Regions from separate parts of the Zea mays genome. Here region 1 is linked to region 2. Evidence: chromatin contacts called from public Hi-C data. All regions are on one chromosome and are shown on one strand. The core of a region is the stretch at or near the end of the contact, and the rest is flanking DNA. Distances in the headings are between cores, read along the strand shown.

Region 1 (5,210 bases), core at 814-3,313, 220 kb before region 2:
TCAGAACAGGGGGAGTACTACGTGCGCCATACAGAGTATGGACAAGTCCAAGGGACTTTTGTGAGGTTCCCAATAAGAAAATGACATAGTTGCCCAATATTCGACACCTGGTGAACTCCGACAGAATGGGGTAGCCGAAAGGCGAAACATAACGCTAATGGACATGGTAAGGAGTATGCTTAGTTACTCTAGCTTACCATTGGGTCTGTAGATGGTGTAACACCACTGGTGTTACGAGAACTAAAATTGTGGCATGTCATCATATGCATTAGCATCATCTTGCTTGATACACCTAGAATACATTTTATTAGGTCCAAAATTTCAATTGAAACCCTAAACTAGCCCGAAAAGTGGAATTTAAGATCTAGTGAGAAGTTGCCAAAAGTCCATATACCAAAATGGTAAAGCGTGGAAAGTTGAACAACTTCCATGTGTGGAGATGTCCAAGTTTTATAGGAAAAGTTGGAGTAAAATTCTAAATTCAGTTCTGATTCAGATTTGAAGTTTGCTGAAAATAATATCAACTAGCTGTTTTTGGTCCTTTATAACTTTTGATCTATAAACAGTTTGAAGGTGGACAATGTAACAAAGTTGTAGAGCTACACTAGGAGTACACATTTGCTTAGGCAACCTGCCCCTAAAACCATATGCAACTGGGTGTAAAACTGGTCCAAAATGAGGTTGTAATACATGTGGAGTTTCAGACTTAGTGTAATCTCTGAACCTGAACAATTTATATTCTGAAGCAACTTTGGGAGCTTGTTGGTGGCTGATCCATACAGCTAGGGGCTAAAGTTTGTGTACCAAAGTATAAGAACGTATGTTGGTGTGCAAGTTTAGTTAAAGCTCATACCCCTAAAGCTACTTGGAACTTGGAGAAAAGGTGGTCCAAAGTGGAGCTCACAGATTTGGATTTCAGACTTGTGCAGCTAACTAAATCTGAATTTTAGTGTTTTTGGCGCAACTTTGGAGCTTCTTTGTGCCTGATCCATGGAATTCTGGGGTTTGTATCTATAGAAAAGTTGAAGAACAAATAATGGTGAGCAAGTTTCCTTAAGAAAGGTTTGGTTGGTGCTGCACAAAAATGGAGTAAATTGTGCCCAACAATTCTCTGTCAGGCATGTGTGTTCAGTTTTTGATTCAGTTAGATGCAGCTGAATTTTAGAGTTTTCACCCCACTTTGGAGCACTATAACTTTTGATCCATAAATTTTTGACCTAGGGTAGCTGTAGCAAGTTTGTAGAGTTATGTTTTATGAACAAGTTTTATTAATTGAGGTCGGCCTGTTATTATTTGAAATCATGAGATTTAGGTGGGTTAGCAAAGAGGCATGGTACAATCGGACTCAATTCAGTTTGCTGAATTTCAGAAAGGCAGTGAGTTCCTCTCAGGTTTAACACTGTTTAGCTTTTAATCCTTGCGCCTGTGATCCGTGGGTATTATGGGAAATCTGGAGATCTATTGTAACGGAATACTTTTTATGAGGAAGGATCTTCCTGTCCTTACTTCGAATTGAGCGAAAAAGGTTCTCAAACTCGCTCTATCAGACAGAGGTGTGCTGAGTTAAATTCAGTTCGCTGAGTTGTGCAGTTCGGTGGTGTTGACCCAACCTTGGAGCTCCCTAACCTGAAATCTGTTGAATCTTAGTTGGTAGTTGGTACCCATTAAAGCAAAGTTGGAGAGTGATTATAGGAGATCAACTCCTAGTAAGGAGATGTATCAAGCCAGCAGCATGGGAAAAGGAGTGAAAATCTGACTTGAAGTTTCAGGTGACTGAAAACCTGGATCAGTTTTGGAGCAGAAAGATCACGCCGGAGCTATGTTCCCCTTGTGTCATTTTGAATTGAGGCAAAAACGAATTTTTCCACTAGTTTTGAGTCTAAACTATAATTATGTTTTGAGAGTGAATCTAGGAATAGTAATTGCGTTAAAAAAACCAATAGGTGAAGAGAATGATTATAATAAAAAAACATCTTCTCACTTATCATCACTGTCCTCTATATCTTTAATCCTATCCCCATCATGTGCTGGCTCCCTCCCATTAGTTCTTGTCCCTGGACATCACCAGACGCCACCACGTCGCCTCCCTGATCCAAATCAGGCCAGCACATATGGTTATCTCCCTCACATACTTCCTACTCCTACCCAAGCACGTCGTCCCTTCCCAAAGGCTCAAACTCCTGAAGCTTCTTGCTCACTGTGTCCTCTCCATCGCGTGAACCCAGTGAGTTTCTCCTTGCTGCTGGAGCGCTCGGCCAGCGCTCGGCTAGAGCTTCCTCTCTTTCCTCGTCATTTTTTTGGGTCCTCTCCATCGGTGGAGCAGCAACAGCTCGGCGCCGACTTCCTCAGTCAGCTCGCCAGCCGTCGCACTCCTTTGTCCGTTGGGCCGTGCGTTGTCGCGTCTACCTCGTGGTGTTGTCATGGACTTATCGGCGTGCTGCTATGGTACCTAGATCGCGTTCGCCTCAGCTCCGATAAGTCGTCATACCATCGTCTTCGTCGATCGGGAATCGTGGTGCCGACACATCGACATCGTCGTTCGTCCCCTTTCCGAGTCTACAACAACGTCGCCTATCCCTCTTTGGTGCTTGTTATCGATCCGTCGCCTTGCCCCGATGCTGGCTCCTACGTGACGCCTCCCACTTGTGTTCACGCCAAAAATCCGAGAAGATTTGGCGCCGAAGGAAATAAATCAGTACGCGACCGGAGGATTCTCTATGTGGATGGAGAAGAAACGCGATTCGATGCAGCACTCACCATGTGTTTGGTGAAATGCTAGAGCTGAAAGGCGTCGTGATTTCGTGGTTTCAAGTCGAATTTAATGAGGGTAAGTTGATTCGTTATTCCAGTCAACTAGGTATATAATTAGATTAAATATAATTGTTGGTCGCGGTAATTGTTATTGATTTAGCATACGTATATTGTGATGTTCGATTTAGTTAAGTCTGTAATTTAGGTTAATTAAGACGCACGGTTTAAAGATGTTGATTAGATTGTTCTTATAACTATTTTAAGTCGTTGGCATTTAATACTAGGGAGTCCAGGTTTTACTAGGCTTTTGAAATATATATGTTATATATGCATTCATGTGCATAATGCATTTCATTCAGGTACGTAAATTAACCATGTGATGCGGAAGACGAGCCAAGTCGACCCCAAGCGCGAGCTACTCCGCATGGTGATACTGATGGACGAACCTGCCTGATCAAGTGCTAGGACAAGGATGATCGTCAAGTGGTCGTCGTCTAACAACACTAACCTAGTGTTACCCAGGCAAGCTCCGGTGCATTTGCCCATTCCTTGTGTTTTAAATACTTTATCACCTGATATGATGCATTAGGTTGATAGAAGTTGTGTGATAAACAATTGATGCATTACCATTCCTTGGAAACTCCTTAATCCCTGTTTTATAAAAAGAACTGATAATGCTTAGCCCTGCTTAGAAACTGAAAAATCATTTGTTTTCAAAAAGAATGATTGCAGAACAATGGTTATGAGCTTTTTGATTCAAAAATCAAAGCAAACTAAGGTGATGACTCCACTTTGGCCAGAGTGGGCTCATCATTGGAAAAGAGTACCCCTGTCAGGTACCAAAAATGGGAAAATGGTTTGAATAAATCTAGACCAGGTGCTGAGCAGACAAGGTCGCCCGTCTGTGTCGATTAAGGATCGTACCGATTGTTGGCCTGCTGATCTAGGACCCTTTAACTGGCCACATACCTCATCATGGGTAAGCCTGAACCCAGCTATTCCAAACATGAAAAGACAATCGCACACTGGGAGTGGAGAGATGGCGAGAGTGACACATACCCTCTTGGCAACGGACCACCTAAAAGGGGTGGTGTGCTCTCGGGTGGCGCGGACCTGTTCATGTGGTGGAGGATTCGTGGGAATGGTAGACATGTGCAAAAGAGTTAAGGGAAGCATATGTCGTGTGGTTGGAGATCCCCAGCTGGGTATTAATCGATTCGGATCGCCAGACTTCTCGGATATGAAGACTGGATCACTGCCCTGCATCGTAGTTTAATAAGTGAAACATGATTGTGATTTGGTTAAAAGGAAGCTAGTGTAGGACAAGTGAATGCTCTAGATTAGGCAAATCTAGATTCAGGAAAAGTACTTAACTTGTGAAGTAAAAGTTTGGCATAAGGATCCACTACTAGTAAGCTCTTCTGCAAAAATTGAGTCCTTGATTCTTGACAAGTCTTATCTTGAATCCTTTTAAAACCAGCATACCCTTGAAAGTCTTTTCTTTAGTCGGGTAAGTCTTGCTGAGTACTTGCGTACTTAGGGTTTTACCCATTGTTGCTGTAGGTTTCGAGTCACTTGATTGTGATTGGTGTTAAGCGCCGGTGGGCACGACCTTCTTATAAGTCTAAGTAACTCTTCTATACTTCTTATTGAGAATGGTCACTTGAGCTAGCATATATTTCAAAACTACAAATAATTTATAACAGTTCAAAGTTATTTCTTTGAGTCACTTTTGTAATCACTCCGATCATGTACAATGTAAACTTGACGTAACTTGTAAAATTTGGTAATAAGATTTCCGCTGCAAATTATTGGTGTGTGATTTGTGTTTACTTAATCTTGTGATCCTGGTTGTAAGTGGTTTATCCGAGGTCCTTGGGACACTCGGACATATCCTGTTAAGTTATCTGGTGCACATGCATAGCCGTCTGAGGTCTTTGAGACACGGACAGGTGCATGTGGGCCCAATAACTTGGGAGGTTCTACCACAGATGGAGGCTTTAAAATCACTATCCATATACTCAACATAGTCCCTAGTAAATCAGTATCCAAAACTCCATATGAGTTGTGGAATGACAGAAAGCCCACGCTCAACTACTTTCACATATGGGGTTGTCCAGCAGAAGCTAGAATATTTAATCCTGGACAGAAAAAGCTAGATGATAGAACCACTAGCTTCCATTTTATTGGCTACCCTGAGAGATCAAAAGGTTACAGATTCTACTGTCTAGGTAGACAAACCAAGTTTATAGAAACCATACATGCCATTTTTCTAGAGGGTGACATGATCAAGGGGAGCAAGGTACTCAGAGAGGTTGACCTTTACGAAAGAGGACGTATGTACCGATTCTAATGGTTAAAAAACCATACTTCTCGATACCTATTGTGGTTCCACCAATGGTTGTAACGATGAGGTGAAACCCCTATTGCAAATGTTGCATCACCCAGTGCAGCTACTA
Region 2 (5,103 bases), core at 2,112-4,611:
TGGGCCTCCTCCTTACATCTATAAAAGGAAGGATCAGGGCCCCCGTGCGGGGGAGAGCGAGGTAGCGAGAAAGGGTAGCCGCAAGTGGCAACGAAAGGTGGCCGCGCGGGAGAACAGGGCCGACGAACTAGGCTCTCTCTCACTCTCCCACGCGCACGCTTGTAACCCCCTACTGCAAGCGCATCCGCCCTGGGCGCAGGACAACACGAGGTCGCGGTTTCCCCCTAGTGCTCTCTCCCCTTGTGTTCCGTCTCGCGCCGACCCATCTGGGCTGGGACACGCAGCGACAATTTACTCGTCGGTCCAGGGACCCTCCGGGGTCAAAACGCCGACAAATAGATAATTATCTGCAGTTATTTACCCATATGCGTACCCATTGCCATCCCTAATTAGGACGTACTAGACAAAATTACAATGACATAAGTAGAATTTTCTTTATATTTAGTTACATATCCACCTAGAAAAATAAATTGGCCTATAATCATACTCATTTAATATATGCCATTTAGAATAGAAAGCTGATGTGGCATATGAGTAAAGAGGTAAAAGAATATTTAGCATTTAATAAAGCATTATCTTGAGGGAGATACAACTTATTAGACACGAGATCATAGGCACTGAAACTTAAGTTATCTAAATGACCCATAATTCATATACTCTCATACATATTTAGCATTTAATTGTCTTGTGGGGACTATAAAACAACGCATGATAATATACATTGGACAACTGTATTTTTTATAGTAATATATAAGATGATAACTTTAAATAATGTGACAAGAAACAATTAGTTGTGAATAGCATAAGATATCAGCACGTCAGAGAGCACAAGTTGACGAACTAGCTGATAATAATGGAGGTGGTTACTGTCCAGAAATCCATATGATCATGGAATTATTAAGAAGGACAAATTTGTATGGTCACATCATATCCATACAGATTTCCTTGTCTACTTCCTACTCATGCTAAGGTGACTAGAAATTGTGATAGCGCTCGCATTACTGTTACGGGGCGTTTGCATCCATTATTCATTTTTGAAGAAATTAAAATTTACTTAATAAAGTACCTATTTAGTTTGCAATTTAACTTTCACCTCTCTATAAAGTTCAGATATAAGTCTATCTCGAATTCATGGGTGGATAATGGAAATAATTTTATATATCAATAGAATTTGTTTCTATTCTATAACTTATAGAACCCTCTTCGGCTCACTCCTCTATATAATAAAAATGTAGCACATAAATATCTTCGACATCTTACTAATAATATTATACAAATACATTTTGTATAAAATCTAATTAGCTTAATTGACATGTGCTTAAATTACTATTATTAAAATGAAATTCAATTCCAAGGATCCAAACCAGGCGTTAGCGAAGAGCGAGAAAGTAGCAATGACTACTCCAACCTTTAAATCGCTCCGTTCTAACTTCTATAGAGTCGGTTTAAAACCTATTTCTACAAACGTTTTTTTGAACTGTTAGTGCTGGAGGCTTGTAGAAATGGATCCAGTGTATAAACGGGTAAATGAGAACCGTTAGTGGAAATCGATTTCCACTAGCGGCCGAGCTAAAAAACCGCAAGTGGAAATCGATTTACACTAACGGTTGAAATAATAAAACTACCAGTCTTTTCCAGAAACGATAAATAAGTTTTAAAAATAGCAAAAAAATATTTTAATAAAGTCATGGCTTTTTCACGCAGATATCGCAACGCTAGGCAACAAGCAGCTAGGAATCAAACTCACAACCTCACCCTCAGGCAATGCACTCTCTTCCACTCCACCTATAATGTGCCTTATTTTAAAATAGGGGTTTTGTTGTCCATATATTAGAACAAACCAAAAGTAAACTGATTATTTGAGACTTCAAATGAATTCAAATGAAAAGGTTGTCAAATACAAAGTTGAATAATATTTTAAGTTCTACAACTTCTATTTTAGTACTTTTTCCCGTCCGAGGTCGTTTACAAAAAAAATATAGTTTAAATTTGATAGATTCAAGTAAAATTTTGAGAGTACAAATGATTTCAAATGAAAAGGTTGACATCTACACAATTTTATAACTTTTAGAGATCTACAACTTTTATTCGGATGGTTTTTCATACAAGGTCATTTGAAAAATAAACAAATCGATTTCAAATTATTTCTACTGCCGGTTTTTTTACAAAACCTCTAGTAGAAATCGTGCATTTTTACTCGCGAATTTCTTAAGAAAAGCGCCAGTAAAAATGTAAAAGGTAAATGGCCTTTACCATTTTCTCTAAATTAATTTTGATGATTGACGACTATCATAACTTAATGGACTAACTAGTTTAACTAGTTTTTCTAGTTGATGAATTCTCAGCTGCATAAGTCCAACCATCTCAAATTCTAAATTGACTGTCCGAAATACCATAGATTATTCCAAGCAGGAGAAGCTTTTGGAAAATTCACCTGTGCGCGGACCGTTCACGACACCTCGGTGAGCGTTGGACAAGAACTATGCAAAACTCACATTTCTACTATGGACTGTCCGAAAGTGAGAAGAACACTGTCCGGGATCAAGCTTAGACCGTCTGGCCATTGAAAACCAGAGAAACCCGAAGGTGACGGGTTCAGTAAAATACATTTTTAGCGTCTTCGGAGACTGTTCGGGGTGCACGACCGGACCGTGCGCGACTGCTTTATCTGATATCTAACGACATATTTAATGTATTTATAGCCGTTGATATAGCCGTTACTGCTGATCATTGCGATTTCAGTCATTGATGTGCAGTGGTGGACCGTCTGGGCCAGGAGCGCGTACCGTCCACGGTTGGCAGAAAGTGGGCAACGACTAGAAAGTGGTTGGTGGCTATAAATACAACCACAACCACCTCCATTCACATTATTCTAGCATCTCATTCATTCTCATTCAATACAAAATCAAGCACTTCATTCCAAGACACATTCAAATCAAATGTGAATGGATAAGTCTCTGATGTATGTTTGCAAGGATAGCATATCAACAAGAATTATCATCATAACTTAATAGATTGATAACAAAGTTCCTCCAAAAAAATCTTTGTATCCTATGCACAACACATAAGAGAACAAAACGTCATTTTTTATTACGTATTTATATGGTTCTATGTCTATGTTTAATCATGGATTTTGATGTACTCACGAGTCACATCGCCCGTCGATAGGGCCCTAAGTCGTTGGAGACTCGTCAATTTATGTTCTGTGACATCGTACGAGCACATACCTAATAAGAAATTAAAGTTACAGTGAAAGGACCATCTTGTCCTTCAAACCCTAGCTAGTTTTTCCTATATAAACCCTGGGGGGCGTACATATATATCACGCATCAAACTAGTAGCAAATTAATAATCCAGCGAACACACTATACTAGTGAGCAAATAAAGCCACCGATGTCATCACTCCTGTTGCGAGTGCTGCTCATCCAGCTTGCAGCAGTGGAGTGCCTCTCCGCCGCGATTCCAGGCTGCCTAACGCAATGTGGAGGCGTAGAGATACCCTATCCATTCGGCGTCGGCACCAACTGCTCCCGCAAAGGGTTCCGGATCAAGTGCATCAACGGCAGCGCGGGCGAGGAGATTCCAGTGCTGCTACCTACTACGCGCTACCAGAACATCCGGGTGCTGAACCTGTCCGTGTCGCCGTTGCCGGAGGCTCGAGTGCTTCTTCCGGTGGCATGGCAGTGCTTCAACGCCACCGGGGGCGTCACTGGGATCTACTCGGGAGATGTGGACTTCAACCCAGAGGGCGTATACCGCATCTCCAACACACAGAACGAGCTCTTCGTCCTCGGCTGCGACACCTATGCGTTCACCAAAGGCGTGAGGGTGCACAACGTTAACGCACGCTTCCCTTACAGATACTTCACGGGGTGTATCACCGTCAGTGTAGACGACAAGGACCCGCGCGACGGTGCCTGCGCGGGCCTCGGCTGCTGCCGCGTCGACATCCCGCCAGGCATCACGGACACCAGCATGACCTTCTCGTCTACCTGGACGCGTGCCAACCAGACCTTCTGCCCCTGCGACTACGCCTTCATCGTGGAGAAGGGCAACTACACCTTCAAGGCATCCGACCTTGTGTCGCACACACCCGACAACCGTCTGCCTTTGGACTGGTGGACCATGCCACTGCGTCTCGACTGGGCCATCCGCGACAACAACGGCGACTCCATGACTTCCATCTCCTGCGCCCAGGCACCCAACGAACCTGACTATGGCTGCCGCAGCAAGCATAGCGAGTGCACTAATTCAACCAATGGCCCTGGCTACTTCTGCAAGTGTGCCCATGGCTACGACGGAAACCCCTATGTCCAGAGTGATGGTGAATGCACGAGTAAGTAGTATATATAATCCCCTTCTTCTCAATCTATAAGTGGTTTTATTTGGTTATTTTAAATACATCACTTTTATTATTAACTATATGTATCCCGATATATATATCTACCTCATTGCAATTTTGCCCGTACCTTGTTTGTGATGGCAAATGTCCTAATCACTTCTATATGTCTTTCAGATGTAATTTTTCTATCCTTTCATGCTATCGTCAGTGGCACAAAAGGATAAGTACATGTGATTTTCTTACCCTTTTACGCCACTGACGAGGGCATGAAAAAGGTAAGAAATTGCATCCGAGTGACATAGAAGAGATTAGGATGTACTGGACAAAATTGCGGTGACATACGTAGAATTTTCTCTATATATCTAGTAATGCATCTAGAAAAACTAAATTGGCATTATTTGGAGCAGGACTGGTGTATATTCTCAAGGCACGGTGCCATACTATACTCATTATTTAATATATACCATGTAGGATAGAAAGCTGATGTGACATTTGAGTAAAGAAGGAAGAAAATAAAACAATATCTTGAGGGAGATGCCACTTAGACACGAGATCATAGGCATTGAAACCTAAAACAACTAAATGACCACAATTCATTCTCTCATACACAATTATCGTTAAATTGTCTTATGTGTGGCACTATCGGAATTCGCCTTTTTGCCGGGTGCCAAATATTTTGCCGAGTGTTTTCTTTCAGGCACTCGTCAAAGAAGTTTTTTACCGAGTGCCAGACAAAAAAGCCTCGGTAAATAAAACACTAG

What was found. A called contact is a pair of places that touch in the nucleus more often than the background predicts.
Region 1: a Hi-C map of leaf shows a contact between it and region 2, with 4 times the contacts expected there. The contact joins the promoter of LOC103648220 here to the promoter of LOC100304375 in region 2. A contact is called at or near these places in 2 of 25 Hi-C or Micro-C datasets (ear and leaf).

What each region holds. Positions count from the first base shown.
Region 1 is chr2:238,161,575-238,166,784 of Zm-B73-REFERENCE-NAM-5.0, reverse strand. LOC103648220 reads left to right here and starts at 2,063. Exons shown (of 4, transcript XM_020548732.3): 1 at 2,063-2,224.
Region 2 is chr2:237,939,287-237,944,389 of Zm-B73-REFERENCE-NAM-5.0, reverse strand. It overlaps LOC100304375, which reads left to right and starts at 3,361. Exons shown (of 3, transcript NM_001165813.1): 1 at 3,361-4,336. The coding sequence starts at 3,394.